Regions from separate parts of the Mus musculus genome. Here region 1 is linked to region 2. The links are chromatin contacts, called in public promoter capture Hi-C maps. All regions are on one chromosome and are shown on one strand. The core of a region is the stretch at or near the end of the contact, and the rest is flanking DNA. Distances in the headings are between cores, read along the strand shown.

The links. Promoter capture Hi-C pulls out the DNA fragments that hold promoters and counts their contacts.
Region 1: a promoter capture Hi-C map of hippocampal neurons shows a contact between it and region 2, with 2.5 times the contacts expected there. The contact joins the enhancer-like site here to the promoter of Abca8a in region 2. A contact is called at or near these places in 8 of 39 promoter capture datasets (the 3T3-L1 cell line, cranial neural crest, frontonasal cranial neural crest and 4 more).

What each region holds. Positions count from the first base shown.
Region 1 is chr11:111,521,270-111,524,585 of GRCm38.p6, reverse strand. No RefSeq gene overlaps it. Among named protein-coding and RNA genes, the nearest start is that of Gm30158, 10 kb to the right of the region's middle. Within about 2 kb of position 1,700, at least 37 of the 459 cell types and tissues checked have an H3K27ac peak or open chromatin away from gene starts, as enhancers often do. A contact at or near this core is called in hippocampal neurons, where this site is marked.
Region 2 is chr11:110,094,342-110,097,345 of GRCm38.p6, reverse strand. Abca8a (ATP-binding cassette, sub-family A (ABC1), member 8a) reads left to right here and starts at 1,409. Exons shown (of 39, transcript NM_153145.4): 1 at 1,409-1,483.

The DNA.
Region 1 (3,316 bases), core at 451-2,950, 1.4 Mb before region 2:
AGGATGCAACGTAGACAATAGCTTAGGTTGTGGGATGTTCAAGTAGTGCTATTCAGACTACGGGGGTGGGGAGCACTGGATATAGCACCAAGCTAGGCCTTCGAGGTTGGGAAGGCTTCAGGAATGTACAAGAAGTAGAGGGTTGGATGGATATTCCTACAGTCTTAAAGTCCAAATTTCCATTAAAGCCAGAAGTTGTTAACTAGTGCAGGAAAAAAAAATTATGACATTCTAGAAAACACAGAGGACAAACATTCATATCCCAGATTTTCTTGGGCATTTCTTTTTTCCACATATCAGATAACCAGTAATTCTGAAATCTACCACAGAGATGGAACACAATCATACTTCAGCTTCTTTTCATTCTTTCTTTTACTTAAAAAAAAACCCTTTTAACAGAATGAAAACTCTTTTAATTTTTTTATTTTACTTCTAAATAATCAATTAGAGGAGGAAATCCAGGGATTTAGAATCATGAGTGAACTGTTCTCTCACTTTGTAAATCGGCTTTGCAAAACACAGTAGATCAGAGAATTCATGATAATTATACATGGTAACTTATTAAAACTAGAATTATAGAAAATAAATGGCACCAAGCTAACAAAAGACACTGACACGTTACAAGATGCCGCTGAGCAAAAGAAAGGAAATGTTTTGTGTGCAAGTACCTGAATGTCACTTTTGGCTCTCACAAGTATGGGTTTCAATTTTCAACTTTTGTTGGGTCCCCACAAATCATGGCTCCTGCCCCAGTATTTGTTTAATAAAATTTATTATTTGTACATGAGATGAGAGTCTCTTAGAATCCACATCCCATAAGGGAGTTCCGGTAGGATAGCAGTGGCTTATTTCAGGTGGACCAGAACACCCAAAACAAATGAAAGCACGTCTAATTGGTTTGGCCAACAGGTGGCGCCATTGTGCTGGGGGGGAAAGCATGCCCTCCCTTATGGGAAGTTGTAGGCAATATTCTGGGTGTGGAGATCTCGGGGCTCAATAGACGATCGATCAATCTCCTTTTTGTCCACTTATGTAGGAGCATTAATGCAAGACGAACGACAGCACCTCCCACAGCTCTCAATTCTGTTTATTCTGTTTCCCTTTTACATGAAAGTTTGACTTTACTGGTCTTATTTCTAACCCATGTTTTGTGAATCGTGGTTCAAATTACGGTTGCTACTAATATAATGCATTTCTTCTTTCTGTGTTAAAGAGAGACCAGAGCGTCTTTATTATCATTTCTGTTTTGGCAATGCTAGACAAGCGATGGTTGACTGAAATGTCATAGACTTTGGGGAGAAATAGAAATTATGCAAAAGCATAACGCAGTGACTTTTATTCTTTGCGGTTAGTGGTCTATTTTATTGCTTCGTCCCGAAATAAAAGCCGTCCAATTAAAAATATAATTACTTTTCTGGTAGTGTGTTTAAAACGAAAGATCTGACAGGATGGTATTTAAATATGCATCCTAGCTTTTGTAGCAGACGATGAAACCAAAGACTGCTTCTCTCTGTTCATTAAAAATTCACCCTTTTTTTCCTTCAGAGCAAGTCTGTTGACTGTTATCTTCTGCCCCGTCCCTCACCCTCCCCAGGGCAGTTTAATTTCGGGATATTGCTCTTCTTTGTATTCCTCCCACGCTGTTGTGAAGTGTTGCTATGAGGCAGAGGAGCAGCTGCTATGCCTGTCCCCAGCAGTGGCTGGATTCCAACAGTGGGCACAGGCAGTTATGTAAAGATTAGCTTTCAAGGTTTCCTGGGAAACTAGTGATACTGGTCCAGTCAGATTGGACACAGAAAACGAGAAGATTAAGTTTAACTTTGGACAAACGAACTGCGAGTGGTCAGTCCTGCGGGGGTGGGGTGGGGGGGGGGTGGGGGGGGTGCGACTCTGCAAGCTCAATCCACAGTAGTCGGCTTCACCTTTATTTTGAAAGCATATAATATATTCATATTGGAGAAACATTGAAATTATCCAGGCGACAAAGATAGTCGTGTTGAAATGAAGTTTACCGCCTTATTCACTTGCCCAGGGTCGTTACCTAAAATGATTTTGTTGATTAACAAGATACTAAACTTTCCCTCACTACGCACAAAAAAGCAAAACCGAGTAGAAGCTGCAGTTGTTTGATGAATTCAACATGCAAAACACTAAGCTAGGCAAGGTCAAAGTTCACCTCGTAATTTGCTCATTCCATTTCGCTGGAGTATCGAGTAAAGTTACACTTGGTTCTGTGTCAGATTTTGAAAAAAACAGAAAAATCCATGCAGTATGTCTCATGGAAGCCCCATAGGTTAGGAAAAGAAACGAGAGACATTGAAAGCCTGATGTGGCCCGATGATCCATCCGTGGATGTCTGAAGGCCACTGGGGGACTCTTCTTTTAATTAGCACCCTCTGTGGAAAATTCTAGAATGCCTACTCTAGTAGAACAACTATTGCTAAATGCTGGAGAAAAGTCACTTGGAGTCTCAGTTTTAAAAATGCCTGTCTAGATGATACAAACAGAAACTTCTGAATGGTTGGTTGGATTGCTATATTTTGGCCAATAACTCACAGTCCAAAATGCAATTAGTTAAGACATCAGTCCAACCTGAAAGAGCTTCAGTATAAAGAAGTAGACAGACTGGTAATAAAGAAAGGAAGATCATTCTATTGCAGAAATTCACAAATATTACAAATTAGTAATTTGCTGCGGACTGACCTCAGTCGGGCTCCCCTCAATCCGTGCTCCGGAACTCGGAGTTCCAGACAGGTGGGCAATGGAGTTGGCGAGAAATGACAAACAAATACAGACCCAGAGAGAGTGTGTATCTGAATGTAATTTGTCTCAAAGTGAGCACCAGTCTTATAAGTGACTTTTTCACAAAACAGAGGAATGCATACAAAAAGCTAACATGAACCAAGTGGGATAAAAATCAATGTTAACAACTGGGATCGAAAGCAACCCCATCTAAGGTCAGCTTAATCTTAGAAGTCAGGGACAAGGGCTTCATGCCCTTGCCATAGTTCCAATTCTAGTCTATTGTATAGTCCACCTTCCCCCTAGGGCATTGTAAATTCCTGTGTAGGAGTGTAACTCAGCTATCTATAGTTCTAAGTATCTACTCTGGTTCCTCCTTAGACCACAACCTTCCTTCTTCCTAGAATTTCCATATGTAAATTCTTGCATATGGGAGTAGCTTGGCTATTATTCTAAGTGATTGTGTGTGTGGGGGGGGGGTACTTTCTACTAATAAGTAATGTAGTCTGCCATACTTGACTGTAATGAAGATTCTAAGTATACTTTGCTAAGCTTGCCCATACTGTAAGAGAGT
Region 2 (3,004 bases), core at 160-2,659:
AGATTCAAATGCATTTGCTTGGTTTATGAATTAAAAATTGATGGGTTAGGTTGTATAATCTTGGAGACTACAGAGAATGTTATCTGAAGTCATAAGTAGTTTTTGAAGACTCGTATTTTCAAAGTTCACTGACACACAGAAACTAATTTTTGGTTTTTTTTTTCTTTCTTTCTAGCTATGAAAACGAAAAAGAATTTTCTAAATATTAGCTGGGCAGTGGCTCACGCTTCCCTTCTTACTAAAATCTCTCTATTAAGCTGTGACTTGTCTAACTCGGGTCCTTTTAGGCTGCCTTACTTTTGGTTTTCAATCTCCTATACGTAGCTGAATGTTGTTCTGAGTGAATGTTGTTCTGAGCCATACTTCCCAAGACCCATAACGTTAGCATTTCTTCTAGGCTACAGTTACCAGGTGTGCCTGACTCACTGTAAAAGGGGCTGCTCAACCCCTCCTCACTCACTTCTCTTGCTCTCTTGCTCTCTTATCCTCTTTCCCCTTTGACCCTTCTCTCGCCATTCCCTGTGCTCATGGCCTCTACTCCTCTCTCTCTCTCTCTCTCTCTCTCTCTCTCTCTCTCTCTCTCTCTCTCTCTCTCTCTCTGTCTTTCTCTATCTCTACTCCCTCAACTCCCCCTCCCCATGCCATGAATAAACTCTATTCTATACTATACTATAACTGGTACCTCAGGGGGAAGGGATGCCTCAGCATGGGCCCCCAGAGGCATCCCCTTCCCCGACACCATATCGCACCTCTACCAAACATACCCTTCGCTGCTGCTTCTTCTTCTTCTTCTTCTTCTTCTTCTTCTTCTTCTTCTTCTTCTTCTTCTTCTTCTTCTTCTTCTTCTTTTTTATAAAACACAACACATAATGTTGAGCACATTTTAAAGATGGAGTCTATTGACTGATTCTGGCCAGAGCAGGAACTGAGGAAATGGACAGGATGGAAGATATGATATAGGAAAAAAATCAAGATATTGCTTTCTAGGCTGTTTGAAACATAATTAGAATATCTGCCTCAACATGGCAGAATAAGTCCAGAGCTCAGAGCCTTTTAAGGGACAATATTTTATTTTATTTTATTTTATTTTATTTTATTTTTTGAAATCTGTCAATTTCTTTTGGGGGAGGGCCCAGAAAAGTTACAAATTTGGACTCCCTCGGCAACACAGATTTTTCTGACACTATAATTAGTCAAATGAGTAGGGTTGGCAATTCTCTGCTGTGGGAACTGGCTGGAAGTCAATAAAAAAGAGATTTGTTCGAGAATGGTCACGTGAATACAGTGCTCAGCAGGCCAAGAAAATTACAACCACAATCTTCCTCCAAAAGCAGTCAGGCTGACTGGGAATGCTCAAAACAGGCAAACAGAATGAAAGCAATACAGATGTGATAGAGACCGGGGAGAAGTAGAACCCATTCTCTTGGAGTGGGGAAACAGAGGTAAGCCAAGACTCAGGATACTTTCTTCGGACATTCCAAATGTAAGTTCCTTTTTGCTTCTGTTTGGTTTGTATTACGTAACTATAAGTGAGATTTCATTTACTCAATGAGAACTTTTTAGGGAGAAGTTATTATTTATTTTTCTGCACAGAGTTTTAGTGTTTCTGGGTTTATTTTCCTGTGGTCTGCAAGGGGAAGTTGTGGGTAGTTTTAAAGACATTGTCATATTTTCTAGTTTTAAGTAAAGATGTGGGAATGTGCCTGTAATGTGTTAGTAATGGTGAGAAATGTAAGCAGGTCTTCTGGAAGCATTTTCTGTGTGAATATGAATGTGAATCTGCTGCCCAGCTGCAGTTAGACACACACATGTGCATGAACTGTACAGTAACTGGCAGGCATTTCCAATACACTTTCTCTCTAATCCTGAGAAGTCTTTAGTATGGCATTTAGAGAAATGCTTTTATGTCTCAGCCTGTTATTCTCAGACTTACAGGTTGTTTGTCTATTTGTTGGTTTTGTTTTGTTTTGTTTTGTTTTGTTTTTAACATAAGATTCTTTCCTGCACGTTTTTATTTGTTGGGTATGATGTATTGAATCATACTGAGGCATGTGCCACTTCACTACAATGGCATTACTTCAAATGTCATACCCTTTGCTGTCGGCAGGAGTTTGCAGTAAACAGGGTTTTGTTGATTGGCACAGAGTCAATAACATTCACTCACGCTGAAGCAAAGCCTTCAGTTTTACTTGTACATGAGCTAGCATGGATCTAGGAACCAGAGAAGGAAGGAAAAGCAAACAAGAGGGACGTTTTACCGAGCTTATTTATGCTGCATGGCTGATTTGCAGTGGAACTCTGAGATAGAGAGTTAGTCTTAGTTCTGGCTACAAAGGGCTGTGGCTGCTCCCTTGACTGGTTCAAGTTATCCCATCTCTCTAAGAATGTTCCCGTTGCCCGGAGCAATTCTTGGGGCTTCTGGACACCCTGACTTAAAACATTTATTTATTTATTTATTTATTTATTTATTTATTTATTTATTTATTTGTTTTTGCTAATACTACATTCTTCTCCATTTGTCAGCCCAAAAGGCTTTCTGATATCTTTTCTCCACCCTTTTGTACGAAGACTTGCCTCTGAGCCTTATTATATAACCATGTGTTGTTTTCTTCTCTGGAAATAAGCTGTGAGTGGCTACTGTGCAACTACTGCCCAATGGGACTGTCCCATCAACTCTACACCTGAATTTTTATCCTGGGAAATAGGCATTTCTCTGTTTGAACTTGTCTCATGACTGGGATGATAGCATCATGCAGGGAAACTTCTATTCTCTATCTGTATGGCAATATCCCAATATCCCATCACAACATGGTCGACCAGTTTTAGGCAACATGTTGGTAAAAAGGTTATTTCTACCAATTATTAAGACATAAGAGCCAGTTGGCACAGACCATCATAGGACACCACAGTGGAGTCAATGGCCATGGCAAGCCTCCCAGAAAAGTGATTTCTCGCTAAAGTGACTTGATTGTGTAATTCAGTCTAAGCAAGCCCTTTCCTTCCA